Regions from separate parts of the Mus musculus genome. Here regions 1, 2 and 3 are each linked to region 4. A link is a contact called in public promoter capture Hi-C data. All regions are on one chromosome and are shown on one strand. Each heading gives the region's core, a stretch centred on a gene start, on an enhancer-like site or on the middle of the called end of the contact. The rest is flanking DNA. Distances are from core to core; before and after follow the strand shown.

Region 1 (4,203 bases), core at 507-3,006, 2.3 Mb after region 4:
TATCCTAAATATTCAGAACATTTTATTAAATCTACACAGGTGATCGGCAATTCCATCACTTGGGAAGTTAGGAAGGAAAACGTCACACTTAGCTTCCAACACCTACCTTAGACATCAACCTAGGTTACAAGACAATTAAAAATGAAACAACAAAAAACAAAGCAGGAAAGAGGCAAAGGCCAAGAGCAAACTGAAATACTTCACTTGAATCCTTCCTGCTCTTACCTAATCTTTCCAAAGGAAAAGGGGTGGTAAAGATAGCAGGACAGGCAAGTTTGGTAAGGAAACTTAGCTTTTTAAAAAACAAATAAGCCTTAAAAGATTCAACATTCCCCCTACCGGGGGCGGGGGGGGGGGGGGGGGAAGTACTACAACTTTTAACTAAGAGGCTATGCTTGGTCAAGAAATCTTAAAGTAATGATTGGAAATGCTGACTTTGTATTCTAAAACACCAGTTTCACGTACCAGAGAGAGAGAGAGAGAGAGAGAGAGAGAGAGAGAGAGAGAGAGATTGAGAGACAGAGAGACAGGCAGACAGACAGACAGGATCGGGAATGCAGTGTCCAGCCTCTCTGAGTTCGAGGCCAGCCGGTGCTACATGAAGCGCTCCCTCAAAAAAAAAAAAAAAAAAAAAAAGACGGAAAAATGAAACTTCTAAGTGTCAAACTTCTGTGTTCTCTAGGAAATAAATGGCCACCAGAACCATCAATGTACCTTTCTGCTCCTTCCCATCTTCAGTGGGTAAAAAGTTAATGCCAGGTTTTGTGATTTACGGTTCTGTCAGTTCATCCCTGGCCTAAAGTCCACTCCGGAGGAGAAAAACAAAACCCACAAGCCACATCAGTGTCCCCGCACAGCCCACTCAAGACGCAGTAGAGGCTTGCACAAGCCGGATCACGCGGCTGCGCCGGTACAATTTCAAAAACTTAAACTTGACGGTTTCATTTCTATGAAAGGAGAGAGAAATAAAATGCGCAAAGGGAACCCGGCTACCCTCCCTAGTCATTTAGGGCCCGAAGCCAAGTTGGGGAGGAGGGGATTGGTGTTGCGATCACCACCGAGGCCCCGGGGACAAAGTAAGGGGAAAAGGGATGGAGGCGCGCGGTTCCGGGAAGGACGGCTGGAGACGGCCCGGAGGGATCTCGCCGCGGAGCTCCCAAGCCCGGGTAAAGCAGGGCCCCGGGCATCACGGCCCGCGGACGGCCCCGTGCGGTGACAGCTGCCCCGCGAGCCGCGCGCGGCCCATTCGCATCTCGCCATCTCCATCCCTCGCCCTGCGCAGCCGCGGCCGAGCGTCCACACCGCGCGCGGAGAAAGGATACTCCCGGGTGCGGAAGGCCTCCTGAGTGTGCGGGATGGTGAAGAGCGGCTCCTCTCCGGGCAGCGGTTTCACCAGCGGGAAGGGCTTGCGGCCCAGCAGCGGCGCCATCGCGGCGGCGCCGGCAGGGGACGGAGCGCCGAAGGCTCGGCCGCTCTGCTGCGCAGCGCTAGGCCCCGGCAGCCCCGGGGCGAGCGAGCGAGCGAGGCGCCTGGCTCCCGGGGCGATGGGGGAGGGGAGGGGTGAGAGGGCGGCGCGAACTCCGGCTTCCCTCAGAGCTGGCGGGACCGCGCCACGGCCATGGAAGCCAGGGGGACGCCTCGAGGGGAGAAAACGGAGAGATTCTCCTCGCCCCTTCCGGCGCCTTTCACCTCACGCCGATCTCCGCCGCGGCGGCCGCCAGTCACGACTCCTCTCCAGCGGGCACGGGAGGAAATTATTGAAAAATGGCGGGAGATTCCCTTCCTCCCCCCCGCTGCCGGGCCAGCGCACAGACTAACTTGCTTCTCCGTGGCGCCCTGGGGCGGAGGCTCCGATAGGCGGAGGGCTCGTCGGCCTTCGCAGCCTATTGGCTCAGAGAGGCTGCCGCTCCGAGGTCGAGTCCCGCCCCCTGGGCTCCAGCCGCGAAGTTGAGTTGCAGCGCAGCAGAGGGCAGTCTGAAAAGGTGAAAGGTCACGTTATGTAAGAGCCGGGGACGGGCGTGCGGGCCTCCAGTGGCGGACTTCAAAAGTAATGGGACAGCAGTAGGAGGGGGAGGACGAAAAGCGGAAGACTCAAAGAGGTCAGAGCAAAAAGCCCTGTCACTGATACAGACATTGCGCCATCTGTCACCGACGGCGACACCGACATCCGGGCACTCACTGTCCGTGTGCTGCGCCGGAGGGGGGAGGGGGAGCGCGCGGCCAGGGGCTTTGTCTTTCCACTCGCGCTCCGCCCCCCTTCTTAAAGGGGCCGCGCTCGGCCACGCCCGGGGATGCGCGGGTGGAGCTGTACTGGGCGGGAAGTAACTCAGGCCCTCTCCAAACTGAAGTTCCGCATTGGGGCGACTAGGACCCCAACCTTCCCCGACGCGGCATCACTGTAATTGAGAAATGGAGATTAACAGCCTGTTTTTTAAGGACTACAGGGAAGGATAATGAAGAACTTTCTTTAAAAATATGTGGAGGAAGAGCCGCAGAGCAGACTCAGGGGCTAAGATCTTGTACTCGTTCAGAGGACCCAAGTTCAATTCTTAGCTCCCACATCGGGTAGCTGGAACCTGCCTCCGGCTGCAGCTCCAGGAGTTCCCATTCCTCTTGCCTCCTCAGGTGCACGTACTCACGTGCACGTAACATCCCCCACCACGTGTGCACACATACACAATTTAAAAATAAATCTTGAAAGTAAAATAAACGGAAGAATAATAAAGAAGGTTTTCTGTATGTACATATGTAAAAGACTATATTCATTCATATATATGTGTGTGTATATATATATATGTGTGTGTGTATATAGTGCAACTAAGTGATGCAGGTTTTTGAAGCTGGACGGTCCTAAGTGAGTTTGTGACTAACCTGGGCTACAGTCTTACAGGCTGAATAGCAAATCCCTATAACAATAAATAAATAAAGCTATGTTAGAAAACATATGTATTAAGCTCATGGGGCTGGAGAAGTGACTCCGCATGCAATTAAGAGTTCTTCCAGAGATTCTGGGTCTGATTCACAGTTTTTGTGTTGGAGGATCACAATCGCCTGTGACTCCAGAGCAGTAGATTCTTGCAACCCTGTATACATACCCCCCCCATACACATAATTTAAAATAAAAATAAATGTACTATTAAAAAAGATGGGCCTAAAGGGATGGCTTAAGGTTAACACATACTGCTCTTGCAGAAGACCTGAGTTGGATTCCAGCATCCACATGCAATGGCTCTCAACCATTACTAACTCCAGTTCAAAAGGTCAAAGACGCTCTAGCGCCCTCTTTTGGTCTCTGAAGGCATGTGGGCATGCCTTCACACCCCCACTCCACCCCCACCTCTTCACATAAATAAGTACATAGTGAGACTCTGAAACCAACAATAACAATAATAAATTTAAATGTATAGTTCATTAATTAAAATCCTATTAAAGGATATGTATGTATAAATAAATAAACGTTGGGGCCAGAGATATGACTCAAAATTAAGAGTACTGGCTACTCTTGCTGGGAACTAGAGTTTGAGTCCCAGCACCCACATGGTGGCTCACAACAATCTGTAAGTTCAGTCCCAGAGGATCTGACACTCTCTTCTGGTCTCCTTGGGCACTGTACACATGTAGGGCACAGACACACAGGCAAAACATACATTCACACACAGACACACACACAAGAAAATAATAGTAAAAGCTGGAGAGTTGAGGATCTGATACTAGGTGGTCGTGAAGATCAGAATGCCAGCACTGGGAAGGAGAGGCAACTTGTCAGGCAGGACTATGGCCTATCATAAAGGGGGTGGAGTAGGGACAGGAAGCAAAAGAAGGAAAGGAGAAATGAAAGAAAAAAGGGAAGGTAAAGAAAAATGCGCTTACTGGGCCGGGACAGAACCACCTGGCACTGCCATCCTGGTTTTGTGAGACAGGTTCATGCCATGTAGCCAGGCCAGCCTCAAACCACAGGCCTCCTGCCTCAGTCTCCTAGCTGCATCCACCTCTCCTCTGTACCTTGGATTGCTCATTGCCTTCTGAATCTTTTCTTCCAATTGTTCTAAGCACACCCATCTGAAGTGGGAATTTGAGGGTTCTTTGGAAAGCCAGTTGTGTTGGATGGTGTTTTGCTGGGGCAAACATGTGAAGGAATGTTTCACTGAAGCAGACATGTGAGAAAGAATGTTCTGCAAGCTTGTGAAAGGACATATGATGAAG
Region 2 (4,326 bases), core at 1,314-3,813, 2.4 Mb after region 4:
GGAGATGAAAGCCAGGGGTGGGGAGTGCGGTGGCTTTCACGGGTATGCTTGTAATCTTAGCACTAGGAGGCTGAGGCAGGAGGACTGCCACAAATTGAGGGTGGAGGAGGACATGAAAGGCACTGAGTGCGGCTCAGTCTTAACAGGCTTATCAGCATGCACAGGTCCTGACTTTGATCGCCAGCAGACGAAGTCAATGAGGATGGTTGAGATCATTTCTAAGTCTCTCTAGGCTGCTCTGTTCATCTTCCATTTAAGGAAGCACAATCACAAGAAAGGAACAGGCAGCATTTGCATGCTGGGTAACTGAGATTACTCATGGAGAAAAACTACAGCTTTGTAGCCTGTGACTCTTTGGCCAGGAACTACAACAGTGGGAGGAGGCACTGGTCTAGCCTGGCCAAGGGTATGGGCTCCATCCCCACCATACAAACAAAACTGACCCCTCCCCTCCATGTCTTCCTGAGGTAGAAATGGCAGATTTAACACCCTATTAGTAAAGCAAGAAAAGTTTGTGTGGCTTTTACTCAAGATCACCATGAGATAAACTCTGAAGGCCTCAAATATTTCTAAATCCAAATGAACCAGGTGTGCCCTCACCTCATTCAGCATTTCCTCCTGTGTGTGTGTGTGTGTGTGTTTGTGTGTGTGGGGGTGCTGGGAGGGGGACAGGGATGGAATTCAGGGCCTTGGCCATGCTAGGCAAGTACTTTACCTCCAAGCAACATCCCTACTCGCTCAAAATGCTTGTTTTGTCTTTTTTGTTCCTTGGTAGGGACTCTTAAATTGCTTAGATTGGCCTTAAACTTGTGGTCCCCCTGTCTCAGCTTCCTGAGTAGTTGAGCTCACAGGTCTAAGGCATTTGGCCCATTTCACTATGATGATTAGGACTCAAGTCCCCAGCTCTTCCTTGAGTAGCTAGGGGACTATAGGTGTGTTTTGCTGCAGTGTTAGTAGTTTTGAGTTAAAAAGTCAAACATGGGGCTGGGGTAGATATATATAGTTCAGTGCTAGAGAAATTATCACGAGTGAGCAAGGTGGTGGGCACTACCCTCAGAATTAGGGGATGGGAGTTGGTTCAAATATGCGGAATGTCTTGCAGTTCAACCTAATATAATTAAGGAAAATTCTGTGAAGGTGACCTTCGCTAGAATTTCAAAATGTGTCTCTGAGGAACCTACATTGAAATTTCTTTTGAGCATTTTATTATTTTTATGTGTGTGGGTGCTTTACATGCGTGTGTGTCTGCGCATTACACACGTGCTGTGCCCACAGATGCCAGAGGACATGGTATCCCATGGGACTGGAGAAGAGCTGTTAGGGGCCATGTGGTGGAAGAGCAGCCAGGTGCTTTTGACCATTGAGCCATTTTTCTAGCCTACATACTTTTCCTTACCAATAAAAAACAAAAGGGGGTAGAGACTTGAGAATTACATAGGAACAGAGGAATGCCATAAGATGCAGACATTTTCCAACACTTGGGAAACACAGACAGGTGGGTCTTTGAGAGTTCAAGGCCACCCTGGCCTACAAAGAGAGTTCCAGGACAGCCAAAGGATTGGGGACACTGATTCAAAAACAAACAAACCACTCTCGCGGCCTCTTAGCTACTGGGTAAACTGAGGCAGAAGAATCACTGCCAGCCTAAAGCCAGCCTGCGGTCCTCAGGGAGCTCCGGTCAAAAAACAGTAAGGAAATTACAAATCGTTAAGTGAAGTGAATGGCTCAGAGGCTTGGTTCAGAACAATTTAAAGCAATAAAATCCTGACCTAAATTGTTCGCTAATTGTTCTGGGTTTGCAATAAACATTTGCAGGGTCAGGGTACCTTGGTCGCCAAGAGCAAACCTATGGCGAGTGGGCTGGCTAAGGATCCAAGATATCAGGAATTTCTGTTCCAAAAGTGCCATGTTTACAAACTTCCGCTTAATTTCGACCACTTATATCGTATAATAGTCGGCAACAACGGACATCACCGGACACTTGTGCTGCGCAGGAGCGGAAACCGAACCCGGAGCCGCCAAGCAGCATTTCCGCGAGGTCTCCACCGGAAGTGCAACTGTGCAGCGCCAGGCCCCGCCCCAGGCAGAGCGGCCGGAAGCGGCTAATGACAGCTATGGGAGGGGCCATGAGCCGACCGTCTTTCTGATTGGCTACAGGGAACGCGGACTCTGAATTCACGCCGATACCGGCGCGCCCTCCTTTCGCTTTTTGGCTCCGGCCCCCTCCCCCCAGGGCCGGCCTCTTGGTTCCCATCCTGCCTGTTCCTGTATGGCGAGCCTCCGCGCCGGCTTTCCCGCAACCCCACGTCAGCAACCCCTCCGCTCCCGCCCCTCACCATTTCCGCACTTTCTCGATGGCCGCCATCACCTTCTTGATGTCATCTTTAGCCCGGCTACGGGTCTCGGCCCGGACCGAACGGCCGGACATGGCGGCGGCGGGGAGTGGCTGGGGGCCGGGACAGTGCTCCCAAGACGCGGGATATCACGCGCCTCACGCGTCGCCGTCCACCCGCTGCCACCGCAGCACGTCACCGCGGCCGTCGCCCCCCCTCCGTGCGCGCGTGCGCGAGGGAGCGCGCGCACCCGCCCGCCCCTTGGGCCCTCAAGGCCTCAGCGCGCTTGCGCACCCGCCCGGGGGCGTCCCTGCTGTGCGCCTCCAGAGACCCTTTGCCCTCTTGCTGCCAGGCTGAGCCCATCGTCGTCCGCACGTGGTGTGGGCCAGGCGAGGCTGCGAGGGTGGTGGTGGGATGAGGTTTCCAAGTCACCACTTTCCCTACCTGCTGCTTCAATGCATGCCCGGGAATTTTCAATACTGTAGACCAGGCCAACCTCGAATTCACAACCACCTGATTCTGCCTCTCCGGTGCTCTGTGCCATGGCATTTGACCGGAAAATTTTATTTCATTTTGCTTTTCCGAGACAGGGTTTCCTTCTCTGTGTAGCCCTGGCTGTCCTGCAACTCACTCTATAGACCAGGCTGGCCTTGAACTCAGAGATCTACCAGCCTCTGCCTCCCAAGTGCTGGGGTCAAAGGGGTTGGAATTTTCTTTTTTTCTTTTCTTTTTCTTTCTTTCTTTCTTTTTTTTTTTTTTCTTTACATGTATATGGCACAGAGGACAATTTGTAGAAGTTGGTTTTCACTAGTGAGTTTTAGGCTGTTATCAAGTCCTTTAATCCCCCATGACCCCTGACCCTTCAAGGAATTATTTATGCGCTGCATGTTCACCTAAAAGGAGATCTGTGTCATCATTGTCTAAATAGCTGTGTTCCGGAGTCATTATCACACCTTCCTTCATTTTGACTTCTGGTCTTCGAATTCTCAGCTACCCACCTGGAAATTTCTTCTGATTGAATCAACTACTTTTCCAACATCCAGGTCACACTGCGGCTCTTCCTGAGTATTTTGCACCTGGCTCATACTTTTAGCATTCCACTTCACTGTCAGGGAATTCAGTTCTGGATAAAACATTGCCTGTGTTCTGTGCATTGGACCAAGTACTGAGGACATAAATATTTCTCTTTTGAAAGAACTTCTGGACCAGGGACTGTGATGAACACATTTATCCCAGCACTCTGGCGGAAGAGGCAGGTGGATTTCTGAGTTCAAGGCCAGCCTGGTCTACAGAGTGAATTCCAGGACAACCAGGGATATGCAGAGGTTTTCTCTGGGGGGTTGAGGAAGGACAAAAAGAGAAAAGAAAGAGGGGAGTGAAAAGCAGTGATAACAGACCCAATAGAAGGAGGAGGTGACCCACAGCTGACGTTGCATGCCCAGAGGGACTTGTTTGAATCAACTTTGAGGTTTACTTGCAGTTCCAGGAAAACCAAGAGTTCAAGGTCATCCTTGACTGCGTTTAAAGTTTGAGGCCAGTTTAAGGCTGCATGAGACCCCGTCAAAGAAGAGGGAGAGGAGTGTGTCTCCCAGTGACTGTGTAACTTATCCTGAACTTGGCGAAGCTTCTGATTCATGACTCTCAGCCTTCCAGCTGAACATGTTTGCTGGGAAAGGATTCCTAAACAGCTTCTGCAGGGGGCGGGGGGGAAGGGCCCAGGTAACAAATGCAGGGAAATGATTACTGTTGAAATAACTGGATCAAACTCAAATGACCTAATACAAGTGAACCCAGGGCTTACCTAAACATGTCCTACATCAAAGGACACAATGAAGAAGATGTTCTCACTGCTACGGAGATGAAAATAAAGAACAAGAAAAGAATGCAAGGCAGGCCAACAGTGTGCTAAGCTTCACTGCTTATGTTCATGGACACCCGCTCCCCGAACCAGCACAAATACAAGGCCACCCCTTGACAGCTATGTTTAATTTCT
Region 3 (4,338 bases), core at 1,737-4,236, 2.2 Mb after region 4:
TCTCCTGCCCCTGCCTTCCAAGTTCTGGAACTAAAGGCGTGCACCACCACTGTCCAGCTAAACACCAATTTAAACAATAAACAAACAAACAAACAAACTAGACACTCTAATGCAATGCAATCCAAAGACTATTTTGATGACTAAGAACGGCAGTTTGGGGCTGGTGAGATGGCTCAATGGGTAAGAGTACCCGCCTGCTCTTCCAAAGGTCCAGTGTTCAAGTCCCAGCAACCACATGGTGGCTCACAACAATCCGTAACAAGATCTGACGCCCTCTTCTGGTGTGTCTGAAGACAGCTACAGTGTACTTACATATAATAAATAAATAAATCTTTAAAAAAAAAAAAAAAAAAAGAACGGCAGTTTGACAGCAGGGTAATGTTAGTCTTTATTTTCTGTATTTAGACTGTGCATGCAGTAGAACATTGCAGTCCCTACTACGCAGTAGTCTCAAAGCTGTGCCAAGGTGCTTCTCGAAGTGTCTGTGGGCTGTGCGGGGACACGCAGTACCAAGTGCATGCACTGTGTGTTCAGAGTCCAGGCTATATGACCTCACACCGTGCAACATCAATACATGTTGCTAAGAACACCCTGGCTCCAGTACATGTTTAATTCTGAATTAATTTTGGTCACTGAGCCTTCAGAAACCCTTCACTGCTCCCTAAGATTACAGACTGCACATTGTTATGGGTTTGTTTGGTTGGGTTGGTTTTTCAAATCAGGGTTCTGTGTAACTCTGGCAACTCACTCTGTAGGCCAGGCTGGCCTGGACCCTGGACCTCGTGCCTCTGTCTCTCAAATGTTAAAGGTGTGTCCTGTGGTGTGTTGGCTTAGAGCTGAAGAGGCTGTGATATAGACAGGAGAGCGGAAAGGTGGCAGGGGCGGGAGGGCAGTTAGACTGGAGAGCAAACAGGGGGTCACAGAATGCAGAACAAGAACCGCAAGAACACCAGGGTTCAGGGGAAAAAAAAAAACAGGTCTCAGAAGAGACTGCAGAGAACTGCTGCCAGGGCCAGAGACGTGGCTCAGCAGTTAGGAAGACACACTGCTCTCGCAGAGGACCTACGTGCAGTTCCTAGCACCGTGTCCAGCAGTCCAATGTCCTCCTCAGGCACATGCCCTCACCCATGCACAGACATGTGCACCACTTAAAAGCAACATCTTTCTTAAAAACAAAGAAAATTCTGTTGGGAAAGTAGGAAAAACATCCAGAGAAAGCAGTGATTATCCCACATACACACACCTAGTCTCCCCTCTAACAGACTCCTACTTCCTTGAGAACCTGGACACAGAGGAAAATGAAGGCACCCGGGCACGATGTTCAGCTCTTACCTGGAAGCCCGACCCTGGTAGGAGAAACCTTGTCTCTTGAAATAATCGATTGCATCCTCAGGGCGGGTCTTGAGCGTGTTCACACGCACGAACCGTGGTACCTGGTAGGCTAGAAGTCACAGTGGTCAAGTGGGGAGGGAGGTGAGCCTTCTGAGGGTCACTCCCCTCCCGCCCCTCAGCCTCCAAGTCACCTTGGCCAGGTCTGGAGCTCTCTTGCAACAGGTCCTCATTTCGGCTCACACCCCGATGAACCTTGAGTCGGGCCAGCTCAGCCTTGAGCCTTGCCTGGTGCCGGCCCAGCAGAGCCTTCCATCGGCCTCCACCCCCTCGAAACCCCTTCCCCAGCAATAATTCATACACTAGCACCTGGACAGGAAAAAACACAAAACTATTAACACCATAAAACCCTCCAGTGGGAGAAGTAGGTACCTGTCCAGATGGTCATGTCAATAGAGTTCTCTTGCCCAAGATCACAAAAGAAATTAATGGCATGATGTTAGGGCAAATGTCCATAATGCCAGCAACATCAGATGCATAAGCAAGAAAACTACAAGCTAACTGGGTAATGGTGCCTTTAATCCCAGCACTCAAGAGGCAGAGACAAGCGGTTCTCTGTAAGTTCGAGGTCAGCCTGATCTACAGAGTGAGTTCCAGAACAGCCTGGGTGACACAGAGAAAGCCTGTCTCTAAAGACCGAAGAGGACGAAAGGGGGAGAAGGAAGAGGAGGCAACGGAGGCGGTGGCTCAGCAGTAGGGTAGGAAGCTTGCTTAGTATCCACCAGAGAAGAAATAGGGATTGCAGCTCAGCAATAAGCACCTGCCTAGAATCCCCCAGTGAGGGGCTGGGGGTACTGCTCAAAAATAGAGCATCTGTCTAGTGATGCTGTCCAATGAGGTGTTGTGGGTGTGACTCAGTGGGAGAACTCTTCTATGGCTTGTTGGAGACTCTGGGTTCAATCTCCCAGCATTACAAAAAGACAGGCATCCAGGCAGGCGGGTAAAGAGACGAGAGCAAATGCCATCTGCAAACCCCGTGTCCTGCCCCATGCCTGAAGCTCCCCCTCCCCACCCTACCCCACCCCCCAGGTCGCCAGCAGAGCTCTGGACCCCGACCGACCTTGCCATCATCACCCTGTCCGGTAGGTAGCCTCAGCCACTACTAGTTTGCACCTTCGTCCTACTTAGCCCTTCCTGCAATGCTCCAAGGGGAGTCACATCTGACCCAGCTCAACTGGGACCCCAGAAAGAAGTGTGAGAGCCACGCACGGGTAACAGCCTCTGGCCGCCGCTCACCTTGGCAAGGTGCGGTCTCAGCTTCTTCTCGGCGCGAAGGAGCCCAGCACTGGCGATGACAGCGTCCAGCACGGCCGAGTAGCGCTGCGTCTCGCACACCAGAGCGTACAACTGCTTCAGGTTCTGTGCGACACAGGGGACACCCGCTGCACCCCACGCGGGCCTCGCCTCGCCTCGCCCTCCCGCCCGGACAAGCCCCGCTCCCCAGCCCGGCTTGCCAGCCCCCGGCCTCACTACCTGGAAGTTGCTGGAATACACCAACCCCTTGAGGGAGCCCTGGCGGCTTTCCACGCCGGCCAGCACCGCCGCGGCGGCCGCGTACAGCCCCATGCTCTCCCCGCCTCAAGCGCTCTACGACACTGTCGCAAAACTCGGGCTGGCTTTACGGCCGCCGCAACAATTTGTACAACCGGATTTCCGGAGTCAAAGGGTTCGCTGCTTTCCGTTTTCAGCGTCCAAAAATTAATCTTAGGCTCTAAATCCGAGCGGGCTGGCTCACGCCTTTAATCCTAGCGCGCGGGAAACAGAGGCAGAAGGATCTTTGCGAGTTTAAGGTCAGCTAGGTCTAAGTAGTTACAGGACAGCCAGAGCTACATAATGAGGTCCTGTATGTAGAATGAAAAAAGTCTACTTTCTTTTTAGAATTCAGTGTAGCTATTTTGTAGTTTGTTGTTGTGGATTGGTTTTTTTTTTGTTTGTTTGTTTGTTTTTGTTGTTTTTTTGAGACAGGGTTTCTCTGTGTATCCCCTGGCTGTCTCTGTAGAGACCAGGCTGGCCTCGAACTCAGAAATCCGCCTGCCTCTGCCTCCCAAGTGCTTTTATTAAAGGCGTGCACAACCACGCCAGGCTATTTTGTAGTTTTTAATTTTTTTTTTAAGACTTTGGAACTCAGAAGGCTACGCAGACTCTCCTAGCAGTCCTGTGTCAGCCTCTCCCTGTGACCGGATGAAAGGTTCAGTAATAAAGCACGTGCCTTGATGCCTCCACTGAGAGGTTGGGATGTGGCTCAGTGGTAGAGCCCCTGCCTAGAATCCCCCAGGGAGGGGCTGGGGCGTGGCTCAGTGGTAGAGTCCCTGCCTAGAATCCCCCAGGGAGGGGCTGGGGGCGTGGCTCAGTGGTAGAGCACCTGCCTAGAATCCACTGGTGTGCTTGGAGTTGTTGAACACCCATCTAGTAAATGTGGCTCTCTGGGACCCTAGCGCTGGAAAAAGTAGATTGTTTAAAAAAAAAAAAAAAGTGGGTGTTTAATAGGGCCGACAGACATTGTCCCTCGGAGTAGAGCACTTGCCTAGCATGTGCAAAGCCCTGGGATCAATTCTCAACATTGATGAGGAGGACCAATGATGGGACTCAATCTATATAGAGGGCTTGCCTAACAGGCAGAAAGCCTTTGGTTCCAATCCTTCCACTGTATAAACCGGGCATGATGGTACGCTCCTGATGGCTCACTGGTTAAGAGCACTGTCTGCTTTTCCAAAGGTCCTGAGTTCAATTCCCAGGAACCACATGGTGGTTCACAACCATCTATAAGGGGATCTGATGCCCTCTTCTCACATCTTTTAAGAAAAGAAGGAAGGAAAGGAAGAAAGATTGATTTGAGGTCATCTTTGGCTAGCCAATTCACACCAGCCTGGACTACATGAGACAATCAAAATAATGGTAGTTGGGCCTAAGAAAGGTGGCTCAGACCTTAAGAGCACATACTGTTCCCAG
Region 4 (3,816 bases), core at 346-2,845:
CTCTCAGGGCTCTTTCCATCCTGGCCTGCAAGTGTTGGGGCTATAGTATAGGTGTGGCTACTGTGCCTGGGTTTTTTTTTCTTTTACTTGGTTTTCTGGGATCAAACTCAGGTCTTTATGTTTGCATGGTAAGCACTTTGCTGACTAAGCCATCTCTCCAACCCTGTCCCCCAACACACTTTTTGAAACAAGGTCTCCTGTGGCTCAGGCTGGCCTCTAGTTCAATATGTGGGTGAAGACAAATGTGAACTTTCTATTCTTTCCTCTCTACGAGTATACTTCACTACAGTCTATTTTGAATAGTGTTTTTTTTTTGTTTTGTTTTGTTTTGTTTTGTTTTGTTTTTTTCAAGACAGGGTTTCTCTGTATAGCCCTGGCTGTCCTGGAACTCACTTTGTAGACCAGGGTGGCCTCAAACTCAGAAATCCACCTGCCTCTGCCTCCCGAGTGCTGGGATTAAAGGTGTGTGCCACCTTGCCCGGCTGAATAGTGTGTTTTGATCTCCTAAACTCCGAGGACTGTCTCAAAGGCCACAGGACAACTCGGACTTTACCAAAACATTTTCACAATCTATGGGGGGACGGGGGACGGGACAGTTCTCCAACAATCCAGGAGACTCAAGGGTAACCTTCAATATACTCATTTAACAGATATGGAAATCCAGGCACATTCTTATGTTGTGTTCCCTCGGTGGGGTGCTCCACAGTGTAGTTTTCTTCAATGGTTATTAAAGTTGAGATCGCATCTCAACTCTGCAGCCTGAGTCCATAGTCAGCATCATGAGGATTAATAAACAAAAGTATTGGTGAGAGATGTGGCTCCATTGGTGGAGTGTTTGCCTAGCATGTATGAAGCCCTAAGTTCTACCCTGCATAAATCAGGCACAGGGTTGTGTATCTGTAATTCCAGCATTTGGTAGATGTAAGCAGGAGGATTATCAGTTTAGGGTCATCCTGGGCTACGTGGTGGGCTCCTGAAACTCTATCATAAAACAAAAACCTTTAAGTATGCAAATCAATAAATATGGACTGTTGCTGCGGCGGTATGAGGCCTAGTCTAGGAAGCCTACAACCCCTCACAGTGCTGCGCTTGAAGAACTGTCTGGGTGTAATTCCCTCTAACTTGCATTTTATGGGATTCTAGTGGTCACCAACCACTCGCTGTCTTTTTCTGCCCCACTGTCCTGCACTGGTTTAGACTTCCCTAGTTCCGCCTCCGGGAAGGGAGTGGCCTCACCAGGGGGCGTGGCCAACCCGAGAATTGGGCCTTCTTGCCTCCAGTCTGGAGCCGCCCAATCCGGAGGGGGGGGGGGTTGAAGGAGGTCGATCACGTGACCTGGGATTTTTTTTTTCCCCCCTCCCTTATGCCTATACCACTTCTGCTGTCCCTAGAGAGGATGTCTTGCTCCTTTTCTGGAAATAAACTACGTCGTGTGATCTTTGATGAGTTAGAAAAACGTGGAATTGTGCTTTTATTGTGGCTGAGGCATCTTTTGCTCCTGGAGTGGTGTTTTCGCTTCTAGCCTTCCCCCCCACACACTTGAGTATTTGGTCTCGTCCAGCCTGGCCCTGGGCGCGGCGGCGACGGCCGCGTCACTGGCGGGCGGGATCCCTCCGCTCTGGGGAGAGCTGCGCTGGACGGTTGAGTTGGGGTGACTGAGGAAATCCATCCGCGTCGCCGCCGCTGCCGCCTCCGCCGCGGAGGAAGACAGGACCTCCCGCGCTCCTCCAAGCGACCCCTTGGCAGAGTCCCACCACCTCAGGTACCTCCGCTGATAAAAGGAGTCCTCATCTCCCCCAGCCCCAAATTCCCACGGGTGTGTGTGTGGCAGGGGGAAGCCTCGGTTCCTTCCGTCTCCCGGGTTTGGCTCTTGGGAAACGGACGTAACTCCCAGACCTCCCCTCCCTTCCTCTGGCCCGGTCGTTTCCAAACCCGGAAGGGGAACTGGGGGGGGGGGGGGGACCCTCGGCTTCAATAATGCATGCGCTCCCTGCAATATCAGTGGCAATTATTTTAAAATCTAGACCCCCCTCATCCCAGCCCCGCCTGCCTCTTGATCCCTTAATAGTTGGGGGGCTAAATTCTGGGTTTCTTCTATGTCCTGTCCCGCCCCCTTTCCCCACCACCACCCTGCTGCCTGCCCCTGGGTAACAGCCCTCGTGCCCACTCGTTTCACACCCTTGCTTGCATTAGCCTTGCAGAACTCCAGAATCCTAGGAGATCCAGTTAAGGCCTCAAGGCCACCCTTGTCTTCGTCTCCACCCTACTGCCCCTTGATTCGGGCTCTGGCAGTGTTTTCTCAGTCCCGACCCCTAAGCTGGAGATCTCAGCACCTTATTCTTTTTACAAATCCTTACCCAGGTCTGGCACCTAGTCGCCTGTCCCCTTCGTCCAGCTTTCTTTTGGGCAAAATGGAGGTCCTACGAGCTGAAGGGCCTGGCCCACTGCACTTCGCAGCACGGCCAGCCCGCGCCGTCCAGCTGCCAGATCTGAGGACCCTCTCTTTCCTCCTCTCACACCTGCGGAGGCGGTGGCACCCTTTTTTTTGGAGGGGGGGCTATGGTTGCTTTATCCCTAGAATCGAGGAGCTGCTGAGGGAACGTTGGAGGGTAATGGGGATCTAAGGGCTGGGAGCATGGCCCCCGACCCAGTGTCTTCTTCCTGGCCTGTTTTCCTTCTGCCCCAGGCCTGTGTCATTGAGGCCAGGCCTGGGCTGCTGTCAGCTGGAAGGAAGGGGCTTTTGTTCACAGCTGGAGTGGGGTGGTAGCTATGTCGTTGCCCCCTCCCTCATTTTGGAGGGGCATCCTCTGGCACTGGCGCAGAAAGCTGAACTTACGGAGGGGAAATATCTTCGGGGAAGAGGAACGCCCAGTGTCTGGGGGAAGTGGGAGCTGGGTGGGGGACGCCTGGGTCGCCAGAGTGCAGTGTACACGGCCAGATCGCACAGGTGTCCCGGGAAGGCAGGACGTCGGAGGCTGGAGTGGTGCCAGCTAGGCCTCGGGGGCTGCTGAGCACAGAGCTGGGCTCTAGGGGTGCCTAGGGGCATCGGGCCGAGCCGCCTGGGGCCGCTCGCCGGCGCCTGGGAGAGAGCAGCTCCGCGCCCCGGGGCCAGGGGCCTCTCTTCGGAGCCCTAATTACTTCTGAGAGGCTCCCACGGGCTTTGTGCGGGCGCAGCGGGGCGGGCGACCTCGGCGCTGAAGGGAGCTGGCGGCTTGGGGGTTTGCCTTCCCCGCTACTCTCGCACTGACCAGCAGCTAATGGGGTGCAGCCGGCCCGGAATGGGGATTATCCCGGGTTGAGCCGTCCCGAACCTATTAGTGCTCAATCGGCTTTTCCCAAATCCTGTAAACAGCCACCCTGGCCGGTTCTGGGTAAGAGGCGGGAGTCTAGGTCGGGCGGGGGCGATGGGGGCCGGGGGTGGGGTCACCCACCCTACAGGTCTCTGCCGCGGATGCGGTTGCCTTGGCAACGAGGCTAGGGTGGGGGCACTTCACCAATGAGGTGCTCTTAGTCCGGGTGACGGTTGCCTAGGCAACCCCACGAACAGCCTAGCTTCTCCCCTCATCCTCCCCCCCCCCCATCACCACCTCTGTCTTAGCTGGGGGTGTGTGTGGAGGGTGTGCGGTATGTGGGGGTGAATTTAAAGAGGTACCGCCCCTTTTTAAAATTAGGTGCTGGGAGGGCGGCGCCTTGTGCGGGCTGGGGCGAACGCCAGGTCTGTTTTCGAAGGGACTCCCCCCCCCCCCATCCCCAGTTCCTGCCGCCCTAGTGTCCCGCCCGGGCTGCTGTCCGAGGGAGGGGTTTCCCCTGCTCTTC

The links. Promoter capture Hi-C pulls out the DNA fragments that hold promoters and counts their contacts. Capture Hi-C pulls out chosen DNA fragments and counts their contacts.
Region 1: a promoter capture Hi-C map of liver shows a contact between it and region 4, with 3 times the contacts expected there. The contact joins the promoter of Baz1b here to the promoter of Gnb2 in region 4. A contact is called at or near these places in 1 of 39 promoter capture datasets (liver) and 1 of 9 other capture datasets (liver).
Region 2: a contact with region 4 is called in a promoter capture Hi-C map of liver, with 2.7 times the contacts expected there. The contact joins the promoter of Bcl7b here to the promoter of Gnb2 in region 4. A contact is called at or near these places in 2 of 39 promoter capture datasets (liver and pre-B cells) and 2 of 9 other capture datasets (adipose tissue and liver).
Region 3: a promoter capture Hi-C map of pre-B cells shows a contact between it and region 4, with 4 times the contacts expected there. The contact joins the promoter of Nsun5 here to the promoter of Gnb2 in region 4. A contact is called at or near these places in 2 of 39 promoter capture datasets (liver and pre-B cells) and 1 of 115 datasets of contacts at active chromatin or transcription factors (large pre-B cells).

What each region holds. Positions count from the first base shown.
Region 1 is chr5:135,184,876-135,189,078 of GRCm38.p6, reverse strand. Baz1b (bromodomain adjacent to zinc finger domain, 1B) reads right to left here and starts at 1,756. Exons shown (of 19, transcript NM_011714.2): 1 at 1,323-1,756. The coding sequence starts at 1,429.
Region 2 is chr5:135,166,609-135,170,934 of GRCm38.p6, reverse strand. Bcl7b (B cell CLL/lymphoma 7B) reads right to left here and starts at 2,563. Exons shown (of 6, transcript NM_009745.2): 1 at 2,337-2,563. The coding sequence starts at 2,428.
Region 3 is chr5:135,368,601-135,372,938 of GRCm38.p6, reverse strand. Nsun5 (NOL1/NOP2/Sun domain family, member 5) reads right to left here and starts at 2,986. Exons shown (of 10, transcript NM_145414.2): 1 at 2,863-2,986; 2 at 2,626-2,748; 3 at 1,524-1,698; 4 at 1,333-1,441. The coding sequence starts at 2,955.
Region 4 is chr5:137,531,085-137,534,900 of GRCm38.p6, reverse strand. It overlaps Gnb2 (guanine nucleotide binding protein (G protein), beta 2), which reads left to right and starts at 1,595. Exons shown (of 10, transcript NM_010312.5): 1 at 1,595-1,762.